3 separate regions of the Mus musculus genome follow, and all the other regions are linked to region 1. The links are chromatin contacts, called in public ChIA-PET and HiChIP or PLAC-seq maps. All regions are on one chromosome and are shown on one strand. The core of a region is the stretch at or near the end of the contact, and the rest is flanking DNA. Distances in the headings are between cores, read along the strand shown. Region 1 holds the start of D630039A03Rik (RIKEN cDNA D630039A03 gene). Region 2 overlaps Pakap (paralemmin A kinase anchor protein). Region 3 overlaps Pakap (paralemmin A kinase anchor protein).

Region 1 (3,934 bases), core at 531-3,030:
GGGTTGTCATAAGGCCAGGCAGGTCTTCAGAGTAGGACCTTTTAACTTTCAGTTCCAGTTCCAGTCTATGGTCATACAGGACAAAGAGAAAGAGAAGCACACACACACACACACACACACACACACACACACACACACACACACACACACACACGGGAAGAGAAGGAGGGAAGGTGGGAGGAAGGGAGGGAGGGGTCCGTGGCCCCTAGCCAAATAGTGAAACCTTCTGCTAAAGCCCTAGACTGCAAATCCTTTAGCATAGGGTCCTCCTTCAAGCAAATGAGAATATTCAGGAGCACAGACAAGTTTTACACTTGTTTCCCCTTCCTTTTAAAAGAGGCTTTCAAGATTAATTTTATTTTTGCACGTAGAAATGTTTTTGCCTGCATGTACATATGTGCACCACATGCATGCCTGGTGCCTGTGGAGTTCAGAAAAGGATTGGAACTGGAGCGAGAGGGTTGCAAGCCACCATGTAGGTGCTGGAATGGACCCCAGATCCTCTCTGCAAGAGCAACGCTGTGATCTTAACCACAGCCCCCCATCTTTTATCTTTCCACCGGCTTTGGTTTGGTTTAGTCTGGAGGGGGCATGGGGGAAGGTAAACTCAGGCTTTGTCCCAAGCCTGTGCAGAACCGCTCTGTGCTAAGGTGTGATACCTATCACTGTAGAATGTAGAACTCTTTGCCTGCTTGAGCCCTGAATCCTGACTCAGCCAGTTGCTCTAAAATTGGGACTCCCCATCTTTCTTCTGCAAAGCCATTCTCTCTGTTTTGCCTGTGGATCCAGTCAGGAGGCTGACTCTCCATCATCCTACTTAGCCTAGTAGGAGGGTGCCAAGACTGCTCACCTGACCAACCAGTCAAGCCAGATCAGAATTAGGGGAAAATAGACACGGAGACCAGGAACAGTGGCCGTTGGCCAAATGCTTGGCAGAGAGGCCTCTGTTCCTTTGGCTAAGAAACAGGCTGGGCACAGCCACCCTGATCAAGCTTCCGTGGCTCGGTGCTGACTGGGTCAGCAAACAGCTTTTTTCTTCCTCTCCGTGGACTTTCAGTCCCCCCGGTTCCACCCACAGAAGTTCCCCCCTCTGCAACACACGCCCAGCCCTACCTTTAGGGAACACCATTAGGTGGGCCTGGGTCCTCTGCTGTTTCCTCAGACCTTCATACTGGGCACGAAGAAACTGGATGTTTACAGGAGGCCCTTGACCTGGCGCCTGAGTCCTGGAACCCTCAGCCATTAAGCAGGTCCCCAGTTCCAAGAACTTGGGTAGAGCAGGGCACGGGCAGGCCAACCCTTTCATCCGCATCCGGGAGAAGAGCAAACACTGAGGGCTGAGGCAGGGGGAGGGGAGGAGAAAAGAAGTGTAGACGGTAGCGTGAAAGAAAGAGAAGAAGAACAGGGAGCAAGGAGAGAAGCTGGCAAGATACGGGGGGAGAGAGAAGGAGAAACGGAAGGGACAAGATCGGGGAGGTGGGGAGAGGAAGAGTGGGGAACAGTTAGTTCTTAACTAAAGAGGAGGATTCGGAGAGGGGCTGAAAAGGGGGCAGCGGAAAGACAAGGAGAGAATGGAGTGAGGAGCGGTTAAGAGCAGAGAGTGGGGTGGGCAGGAGGAGAAGGTGGGGAGGGTTGAAGAGCCACAGGTAGGAGTTGAGCGAGCGAGGGATCCAGCTCAGCTGCTGCGCTCTTTCTCAGTCCAGGGAGCTTTTATTCCAGACGGCTTCCTTGAGTGATGGTCAAGCTTAGAAAGCCGTTCCGAGGGCCACCGTGAGATTCCAGTTTCCTGGCAGAGCCGAGCTGGTCTGAGGAGTGCCAGGTGCCTGCTCAGTTCACAGATTTTGAACTTGACTTAGCAGGTCATCAAAACCTGCTGGCTTAATGAGCAACCACCACAAAAAAAAAGAAACAGCTTCTGCAACTTCAAAAGCTGGGGCTCCGATGTGTACAAGGTCACCCTAAGGTTTGAAGGCAGCCCCCAGCACACCTCTCAGATAAAAACTCCGGCATAAAGTCTGCCATAGAGACAGAGTCCAGGGTAGCCCTGGCTTCCCGCCAACCCCACCTCTTTGACATTTGAGCAGCCTTTGTGGTCTTGGCTTTTTCCAACTAAGTAACAAGTGGGTGTTTATTTTGCCCACAGCTACGTGCACCCTCACCCCCTTTTTGCCAGCCCTATCATTTCTGCGAATGGCAGACACTGCCTCTTCTTACACTAGCCGTGATCTATCCCTGCTCTGCTCTGCTTACTCAAGTAAGTGCGATTCTTTCTCCTAAGGCAATCCTTACCACTGGCCACTCTTGCAGAGCAATGGGTAGGGGATGGAGGAGGGTAAATCTTCAAAGAGTAGTCAAGGTAGTTCACTGGGGCTGCCATCACAAAGTCTCACAAACTGGGTGGTTTAAACATCAGACATTGTTCTATTTGTTTCAGAGACTATAAATCCAAGATCACGTGTGATCAGAGTCCGATCCTGTGGGAGAGTGTTCTATAAACCTTGACTAGCTCCTGCTGGCTTGCTTTTGCAGCCTGGTGGCCTTCATTTTTATGAAGGAATCACTTCACCTTTGTCTCGTTGTAATGTTCTCATGTTGAAATTTTCCCCTTTTATAAGGACACCAGTCACTGGATTAGTGCTTAGCCTGATAACCTCATCTTAATTTAACTAATTAAATTGGCAATAAACCTACTTCCTAGTAGGGCACATTGCAGGCTCCAGATTTAAGATGGCAGCAAGAGAACTGGAACTGAGCTGGTAAGATTTAGCTTTTGTTGGGTAGACCATGACAGTACCATTCAGGGAAACAGGAAGGAAGGGAGAGATGACCGGGGAGGAGCAACAGGGGACTAGTTTTAGATGTTATAGTTGGGGTGTCTTTGATCTTTCTGGCAGCAGGAGGGAGCCAGATGGTGCAGGGTGCTTTGTGGGGAAATCTCACTTGAAAATGCCATTCGTTTTGAAAAAGATAATTTGTTATTGGGAAGATTTTATTGTTAGGAATATATAGAATCAAGAAGTGATCCTAGATTGATCTCTGCCTTCCTCCCTCGCTCCCTCCCTTCCTTTCAGGAGTTATATGTACACATTTGTACGGATACACATGCCCATGTGTGTGTATGCATGTGTGCATGGAAGTCAAAGGTTGATGGCACAGGTGTGGGCATCATGATTCTGAGGTGGTCTTCTGCTGATCTTGAAATGCACCAGTTTGGTGAGGCTGTCTGGCCAATGTGCTCCAAGGACCTACAGGTGGGTATGTTCCCAGTGTTGGCCTTATAGACTCATGTCACCTGGCCTTGCCTTTATGCTGAGCTGGAGAGCTGCACTCAGCTCCTCTTGCTTGCACACAAGCACTTAACCAACTGAGGCATCTCCCTTCCCTCCCACTCTCCCTCCCTCCTTCCCTCCCTCCTTCTCCCCTCCTTCCCTCTTTCCCTTAGTTCCTTTCTTCCTTATTTTCTTTGTCTTTTTTTTTTTAATTTAAAAAAATTTTAAATTCTTTTACTTTTTAGACAGTTTCACTTTGTAGCCCAAACTGGTCTGGAACTCAATGTTATCTATCCTCCTGTATCGGACTCCCGTGCCCACTGTGAGTGCTAGGATTATGGGTACATGCCATGCCTGCCTTTCCTTCTGTTAGTTTCCCATTAGCATACCATGTTCACATAGAGATGCCCCCCTTTATACTCTATTTTCTTCCCCCTCCTCTCTTATCTCAGGGCTTCCTTCTCTTCCATGCTCTGGTGGAAGAGCATGTGGCAGACTTTGTTCACATTAAGGCAGAAGCAGAGAGGAACAGGAACCAAGGGTGGGTATAGCCTCCAATAGCCATCCCCTCCCCTAACTCATGACTAATTCCCAACCTCTTTTTAAAAAATCTGTCTTGTTGTTGTTTGTTTGTTTTTGAGACAGGGCCTCATTCCATATCCTTG
Region 2 (3,934 bases), core at 431-2,930, 100 kb before region 1:
GCCAAGTACCCAAGACAGCTCGCTGCCAGGAGAAGAAATTTGGAGGTTAAGTTAGTGTGCTGCTTGACTGTGACTGTTAGTCATGATACAACCTATCATCCATGAAGGGTCTTCTCAGTACGTAGCCCTGGCTGGCCTGGAACTTGCTATGCAGACCATTCTGCCCTTGTATTCACTATCTACTTTTCTCCCTGGCTGGGAAGTTGGTCCTCCCCTCTCTCCAAACCCCTCCTCCCCCCCATATCCTCCCAAGCAGGGTTTTTGTGTGTAATAGCTCCGACTGTCCTAGAACTTGCTTTGTGGATCACCCTGGCCTTGAACTCAGAGATCTGCCTCTTGAGTGGTGATTGAAGGTGTGCACCACCAAACCTCGATTTGGGAAGGAAATCTTAATGAGGAATTATCTAGATTAGGTAGGCCTATGGGACAGTCTATTGGAGTGTGTCTTGGCTGGTAATTGATATAGGAAGACCCTGAATGTGGGTGGCACCATTTTTATAGCCAGGGTCCTGCACTGTCTAATTTAAGAGAAAGCTAGCCAAGTATCAATCAGAGAAGCAAGGCCCTGGCCCTGTCTCTCCGTTTCTCACTGTGGACATATTGTGACTGGCTGCTTGAGTCCCTGCCTTGATTTCCCTGCAAGGATGGACTATAACCTGGATTGTAAGCCAAGGAAACTCTTTCCTCCCTTATGTCAGTATCTGTTAGGTTACTTACACAGCAACAGATGTTAGAATAAAATAAACTAAAATAAAATAAAGAGCTATATAAAGTACTACTGAAAGGTTAGGGGTACATACGGCTCAAAGGTGGAGCACTTGGAATTGGGACGTGAGGGAGCCCTGGTTGTGATCTCTCAACACTGGAGAGCAAAACTGAAGCTGAGGAAATAACTGTTACTCATTCAGGAGAAAACAGGAGGACCATCAGGAAAGAAAATGTATTACAATTTACTATGTCACTCAGTGGGAGGTACTGTGGTCTCCCTGAAGAGTTTGCTCTTTGTTAAGTTTCCTTGTCGTTATGTTGGGAAGGTTGCTCTCATGCAGTGAAGGCATACATAGGAAAAAATTACTGATTCCTCAATAAAGTCAATAATTAATGTCATCAACTGAGTAACTGCAAAAAGTATAAAATCATTACCAAAAACAACCTGAAAGATTGGCGCCGGGAAGAATTGTAGAAGGAGGGATGGACTTGAGGGACCGGAGGCTTACTAAGTCTGTGCCTATATAACTTAACAAAGGCAGCCATTAGAATGACAGAGATCGTGAGAACTGTAGAGCGAGGACCTGGAGGATGTGCTCCAGCAAGGTGAACATGTGAAGGAAGAAAGCAGCAGGCAGATGTGCAGAAAATCGGGGGTCCTCCTCAGGGAACGATCCGGTGACGTGACGAGGTCCTCTGGAACAAAGAAGACAAGATACATTTTCTGATGCACTAACCATCCAAAAAGTCTGGCGCTGTACACCTTCAATCCCAGCACAGAGGGGACAGAGGCAGGTGGACCATTGAATTTGAGGCCAGCCTGGTCTATAGATTGCGTTCCAGAATAGCCAAGGCTACACACAAAGAAACCTTGTCTTGGAAAAAAAAAATCCTTCTGAAAGGTTGCATGGCTCTGGAGTTCTGAAATGGTTAATAAATAACCGGAAAACTCAACAAGGGAGGACTATGGGTGTTGAAAGAAACAAACAAACCAGGAAATATGACACTAAAAACTGTACTGCTGTATACAGTACTGCTTAGGTAAGCAGAACAAAATGCACGCTTGTGACCATAGAAACATGTAAGAATAATGAATCACAAGCTCTTAAGCAAATATACATGAGAGGCCAAAGGGGAAAGCCAGTCAATAGTGTCTAAACTGATAAAATGAAAAAGTAATATTATCCAAACATTATATTTAGAGAGGAGTAGGAGGTTGAGACATGGTTCAGTGCTTAAGAGCACTTGCCACAATTCCAGAGGGCCTGGGTTCGATTCCCAGCACCTATGTCAGATAGCTTACAAGTGCCTATAACCGTAGCTGCAGGGGACCTGACGCCCTTGTATGGTTTCTGCAGGTACCTGCACTCATGCACACACCCACACACAGACACACACACGTGCAAACACACAGTTAAAAATATTAAAAATAAGCCGGGTGAGGTGGTACACTTCTTTAATCCCAGAACTTGGAAGACAGAGGGAGGCAGATCTCTGTGACTCTGCTCTACTAGTACAGTCAGGATAGCAAGACTATACTAATAATACTAGTATGAGCTAATAATAATAATAATAATAATAATAATAATGATGATGATGATGATGATGATGATTTAGGAAGTAATAAATGCCGTAAGAGAAAATGACAAAGGGTTAGAGTTGTGTAAGACTTACTCTTCATTATGAAAGAGCTGTCTGTGAGTGTCCAGCACGGAGCAAGCACTGTTTTCTTGCTGAGCATCCGAAGTGTGGTTGACCAGATGCACATAAACAGCGCCTTGCAAAGCTATAGAGAACCAACACGGCATTCCTTGTTCTGGTTCGTACATACAGTCATTAGCACATAGCGTTGGTTTACATGCTATGACTGCATCAGCCTGCAGCCTTCCTGCAGCCTTTGGCAGGCACATCAGTCTGAACCTCATTGACACCGTTTGGCATCTGGACACAGGCAGCATTTTCCACCCCTGTCCTACATTGTATATTTATTTGTCTCGGGTGTTAGTATCTGAGAACCAAACCCCAAATCCTTGGCATTCAAGGGCTGTGGATTCTAGGATTTTATATAACACACACACACACACACACACACACACACACACACACACACCATATACCACACACACATACACACACACTTCACCCATTGCTCTGACCTTTCAGCTGTCGGCAAATGCATCTTCTCAGCCCCAGTGTCTTCCTATTACTCTTCTTGTGTCTCATAGAAGCCTATCATACCCCACCATGTCCCTTACCACCACTGCTCCAGTAAATCTTTCCTGCATAGGAACCCCTGTCCTTCCCTCACTGTACAGTTTGTTCAGCCTCCCTGGAGGAAGCCTTCGATGACCTCCCCCTACTGGGAGAAGAGTCCCCTTTGGGGCTCTCATAGGGACTGCACAAACCTCTTGTTAAGAGTCTCAGAACCAATGTCCCAGCCTAATGTTGCTGAGTCTGCCCCTCCCGGGAAATAGTGACTTCCCACAAGAGCTGGAGGACCATGGTGGGATAAATTTCTATAATGTAAATGCCTTTACAATAGCTAATGTCTGGCTACTGGTGTATCACAAATCATGCAATTCAGAAGAGATGTACTGTCTGTCTTCACATGGTATTTCCTTCAGAAGAGTACAGAAGATAGGACTGTTCATGTTTTCCAATGCTGTATATATAAAGAGTGCAGAGGTCATTGCACCCAGGTACTGAGCTCAGTTGTGGCCTTCCTAGCACATGTGAGGGAAGATCAAGGACAGTTGGGCTGTGTATCCAAATCCTGAACCCTGCCTTTTCTTCTTTTTCTTTTCTTCTTTCTATTCTATTTTTCTATTCTGTTATTCTTTTCTGTTTTATTTTCTTTTAGGTTGTTGTTGATTTCTCCATTTAGCACTGACTGTCCTGGAACTCTATAGACTGGGCTGGCCTCAAACTCACATATCTACCCACCTCTGTCTCCCAAATTCTGAGATTAAAGAAATGTGCCACTGTTGGCCCCGCCCCCTCCCCGTTGTTCTTTTTGGAGACAGGGTTTCTCCACGTGGCCCTGGCTGTCCTGGAAACTCACAAAGATCCTCCTGCTTCTGCCTTCCAAGTGCTAGGATTAAAGGCATGTGCCACTACCGCCTCAGGGTTTCATTGTGTAACCCTGGCTATTCTGGAACTCACTATGTAAACCAGGCTGGCCTTGAACTCACAGAGATCTGCCTGTTCCTGCCTTTTGTATTTTACC
Region 3 (3,934 bases), core at 815-3,314, 82 kb before region 1:
TAAAGAGAACTATCTATTTTGTGATGGTGTTTTGCAGTAATACTATTTCTTAGTTAAACACGATGCAAATGAGGCGGCGAATGTGTGTTTTTAATTAAGACCTGCAAGTTAAATAAATAAAATGTATTTTGTTCTGGTTTGTTTTCTGGTTTCAGGTGCCTTAAAATAATGGCAAGTGTAGAAGTGGCTTGCTGAGCCAAAGTGCTCGCAAATCATTTTGCTGTCGGTTGTTGCACGTATGTTTGTGGCAGGATAAATCCAGCCGCCCAGATTCTGTGCCCCAATTAACTGCATAGTGGCTTCAGGAGTTGTGACCCACCTTGCTTCCTGAGTGCAGAGGTTTGGTTTTGAGAGGTGAACATGTGTTACCACACAATGCTGTGAGCGTGTCTGACACCACCGGCTTGTTCATTTTAAATGCTTGAAACAGGAAGTAGTATGCTCTATACTGCTCCACGGATTTTTTTTAGTTATTCTTAAATAATTTTTTTTGTCTTATGTGGGTTAGTGCTTTGCCTACATGTGAGGGTGTCAAACCCCCTAAACTGGAGTTACAGACAATTGTGAGCTGCCGGGTGGGTGCTGGGAATGGAACTCTGGAAAGCAGCCAGTTTGCTTAACCATCTGAGCCATCTCTCCAGCCCCGCACCACAGGTTTTTAAAAGTATATAAGAATTACAACCTCCCCTACCCCGCCAACAACCACTGACAGACAAAGTGTGTAAGGCTAGGACAAAAGCCTAACAGAGTTTCCCCTAACACTATACACTTAAGTCACCCGGCTCAATAAAGCAGTCCTTTAAAATACAATTTAGTAATTGCAGTCGTTGACTTGTAATTTGAAAGATTGCCAAGTGTTACTGAAACTTCAGAAACCTCCAGAGGTTAAAGGTTATGGTCAGGGTGGGGGGATTTCAAATCTGAGAGAAAACAAAGGAAGAGGCCTCTTTAGCCCTAGAGGAGACCTGGGTGATGGTGACAATGACAGCCCCTGACTGTGATTGATGACATTTGCAAAAGCAAACTATCCTCAGGGACCATCTGCTCTAACCTGGAAGGCTCTCCAGAAAGACCTGCAGCCTTTGATGAACCAGATGCTATGTCACCAGGCTGCATCATAGGGGAGCGGGTTTGCCCCAACCTCTGTTTGCAGAGCCTAAATGACTTTGCAGAAACAGAACTAAGGGGCTCACATGGGTGGAGCCACACACAGCAATGGGCGGGGCCAGAGAGATGTCTCTGGAAAGGAGGTAAGGTTCGAAAAGGGTGTCTGCTCCATAATTTCGTTGAGGGAGGGAGTATTGTTTTATTTTGGTTTGATTTAAGTCTAGGCTCAAAGAGAAAAAGAAAACACATATGATCTAGAAATTCCATCTCTGGATATGCAGCTAATATGAAGGAGTCTGTTGAAGATATGTCTGTAGTCATAGCAACATTATCCATAATAGCAAAACCGGAGTCAACCAACGTAAGTGTCCATGTATGGGTGAAGAGAGGATTGTGGTGTCAGAGTCTGCACGCTCTCACTCACAGGCAAATAGAAGAAACACTGAAGTCACAGAAGCCCAGGGAAGCAGCCGTTATGGCAGAGTACCTTGGAGTTTGGGGTGGAGAATTCAGAATGCAAAGTCGACATTTTTGCTGAATGCCCGTCATTTTCACATCTTTGAAAAGGAAGATGTTCATCTAGGCCTAGGGGTCCAGGCCTGTAATCTCAGTTGTATGGGAGGGAGTTTACAAGGAGATGAGTTCAAGACCTACCTATTTTATATAGTCTTGGTTACTTAGCAAGATACTGTCTTCAAATAAAAAATTAAGTTTAAAATGGGCTATGGCTGTAGCTCAAGCTCTAGGTTTGATCCATAGGATGAGAGTGCGCACGCGCGCACAACACACACACACACACACACACACACAGAGAGAGAGAGAGAGAGAGAGAGAGAGAGAGAGAGAGAGAGAGAGAGAGAGAGACGTAAAAACCTCTCAAGTTGAGCCAGTGTAGGGCAGGATGTCTGTACATCAAAGCAACACTTTGGCTGAGGTCACCCTTTTGGTCCCTACACCCACCCAGCACCTCCCAGCTTGAACTGTTTGTAGGATGTGCTCCCAAGACGTCAAGCCCCCACTACCCCTGTCACTGCAATTTCCTGTTCTTAGATCCCCCAACCCCCCACCTTCTCTGTCCTGCCTGTCTGGGGAGAGGTCCACTTCCGGAATGGCCTGGCTGTTCCAAGTTCTTAGCTATTGTACTGGAACCTGTGTACAAGACAAACAGACATTCTTGGGAGGGGCTCCTAGTCTATCTGGAGAATTCCAGCCACTCAGCTGGAGAAAACTCACTCACCTAGCGAGTTAAGGGAGACGGAGAATGCCAGGCATCCTGAGGGGTGGTGGCCAAGCCCAGCCTTTTCTCCTAGCTAAGGTTCTGTGAAGGGTCTCCTACACATTGCTTGTTTTTCTAGATCCCATTGGTTAGTTTGTGTGGGTGTGTATGTGCCACAGCATGAAAGAGCAGTTCTCTTCCTACCTTGGGTTTCTTAGAGTTGGGACGGAGGTCATCAAGTTTGACTATAAGTACATTTACCAGCTGAGCCATCTTGTCTACCCTCTAGTTTATTCTTTATTTGTTGTTTTTGTTTTGAGACAAGGTTTCACAGGTTTTGAGACAGGCCTAGGACTCCCTATGGAAACCAGGCTGGCCCGAAACTCATAGAAATCTGCTCTTCTCTGCCCCCCTAGTGTTAGGATTAAACCATTTTTTTCTTAGGATTTATTTTTGTGAGTATTTTGCTTGTGTATATGAACATGCGTGCCTGGTGTCCACAGCATTGGATCCCCAGGACAGATAGTTATGAGCCTCCTTGTGGGTTCTGGGAACTGAACCCAGGTCCTCTCACCCCACTCCTCCACCCCCACCCCCCAAATCATTTCTCCTACCCTCTCCAGTTCATTCTTTATCAAGCCTTAGCATACTGTGTGTTGTGGGGCAGAAGACACTGGTGTGCTAAGGTGCATGTCTCCATAGCATCGAGAAAAGAAACAGGGCTTAGTTCTGTCCTGCTCTGCCAGAACTTGCTATGTGTCTTTGGGCAAATTACTTCTATTCTGAGCTTCAGTGTCTTCATCTGTGAAATGGGATTAGCATGTCTCACTGCTGGAAGAGTAGAAAGACAGCAGAAGTCAAACTCTAGAAGTCTGTGTAGCAAAAATGCCTACACAGTGTGGATTAGGTTAATAACTGCTCCATTATTCTTATCTGTACCATTTGTTTTCTATAATGCCAATACCCAGAAAGTGTGCATGCACGCTTGCACGCACGTGTACACACACACACACAAATTCGAGGTTCTATTTCCTAGAATTAATATATAGGAAACATTTTTGTTCTACGCCCCTTGAGCACTGACTTCTGGACTCCCACACCTACACCCATACCAAAATCAAGCTCCATATGTAAAAATGACATGGGATTTGCCTACCATGTTCAATCTCTTCTAGATTCCTTCTAATACCCAACACGGTGTAAATGCTGTGTACAGATTGGTGTAATGTGCTGTTTTAGAGAATAACATGTGGGAAGAGTCTGTACCAGTTTGGTACCATCACAGAGTTCTATTTTCCAGCCATGGTTGTTTGAATCCATTCACAGGGAACCTAGAACTATGCGGGGCTGGCAGAAGGTGAAGAAGGAGAAAAAGGATCCAGGGGCCAGTCCTGCTTGTTAGATGAGCCTCAAGTTCAGGTTGTCCCAGCTTCTACTTTTACATGTGAAAAAGAGTTAGTGGCTGAAGGCTGCCTTGCCTCCAGCTTCGCTGTTCATTCAGCTGGGGCCTTTACACAAGGAAATTCTCGGAACCTAACTGGACTGGGTGGAGCAATCCTGCAGTCCCTGCTGCTCAAGAGGTCGAGGGAGGAAGATCATAAATTGGAGGCC

The links. ChIA-PET counts read pairs in DNA pulled down with a chosen protein or histone mark. HiChIP or PLAC-seq counts read pairs in DNA pulled down with a chosen protein or histone mark.
Region 2: a contact with region 1 is called in an HNF4G HiChIP or PLAC-seq map of pancreatic cancer cells. The contact joins the enhancer-like site here to the promoter of D630039A03Rik in region 1. A contact is called at or near these places in 4 of 115 datasets of contacts at active chromatin or transcription factors (embryonic stem cells, large pre-B cells, memory CD8 T cells and 1 more) and 2 of 9 other capture datasets (adipose tissue and liver).
Region 3: a contact with region 1 is called in an RNA polymerase II ChIA-PET map of memory CD8 T cells, with 41 read pairs. The contact joins the enhancer-like site here to the promoter of D630039A03Rik in region 1. A contact is called at or near these places in 3 of 484 Hi-C or Micro-C datasets (CD8 T cells, embryonic stem cells and muscle stem cells), 4 of 115 datasets of contacts at active chromatin or transcription factors (CD8 T cells, cardiomyocytes, embryonic stem cells and 1 more) and 2 of 9 other capture datasets (adipose tissue and liver).

Annotation. Positions count from the first base shown.
Region 1 is chr4:57,914,484-57,918,417 of GRCm38.p6, forward strand. It overlaps D630039A03Rik (RIKEN cDNA D630039A03 gene), which reads right to left and starts at 1,781. Exons shown (of 2, transcript NM_178727.2): 1 at 1,114-1,781. The coding sequence starts at 1,312. It overlaps Gm42293 (a long non-coding RNA gene), which reads left to right and starts at 2,025. Exons shown (of 5, transcript XR_881308.3): 1 at 2,025-2,254; 2 at 3,072-3,251; 3 at 3,515-3,591; 4 at 3,722-3,810; 5 at 3,915-3,934.
Region 2 is chr4:57,813,806-57,817,739 of GRCm38.p6, forward strand. The region is part of intron 7 of Pakap (paralemmin A kinase anchor protein); the gene reads left to right. Among named protein-coding and RNA genes, the nearest start is that of Gm35099, 60 kb to the left of the region's middle. Within about 2 kb of position 1,681, at least 15 of the 459 cell types and tissues checked have an H3K27ac peak or open chromatin away from gene starts, as enhancers often do. A contact at or near this core is called in pancreatic cancer cells, where this site is marked.
Region 3 is chr4:57,832,152-57,836,085 of GRCm38.p6, forward strand. The region is part of intron 7 of Pakap (paralemmin A kinase anchor protein); the gene reads left to right. Among named protein-coding and RNA genes, the nearest start is that of Gm26138, 43 kb to the right of the region's middle. Within about 2 kb of position 2,065, at least 53 of the 459 cell types and tissues checked have an H3K27ac peak or open chromatin away from gene starts, as enhancers often do. A contact at or near this core is called in CD8 T cells, embryonic stem cells and memory CD8 T cells, where this site is marked.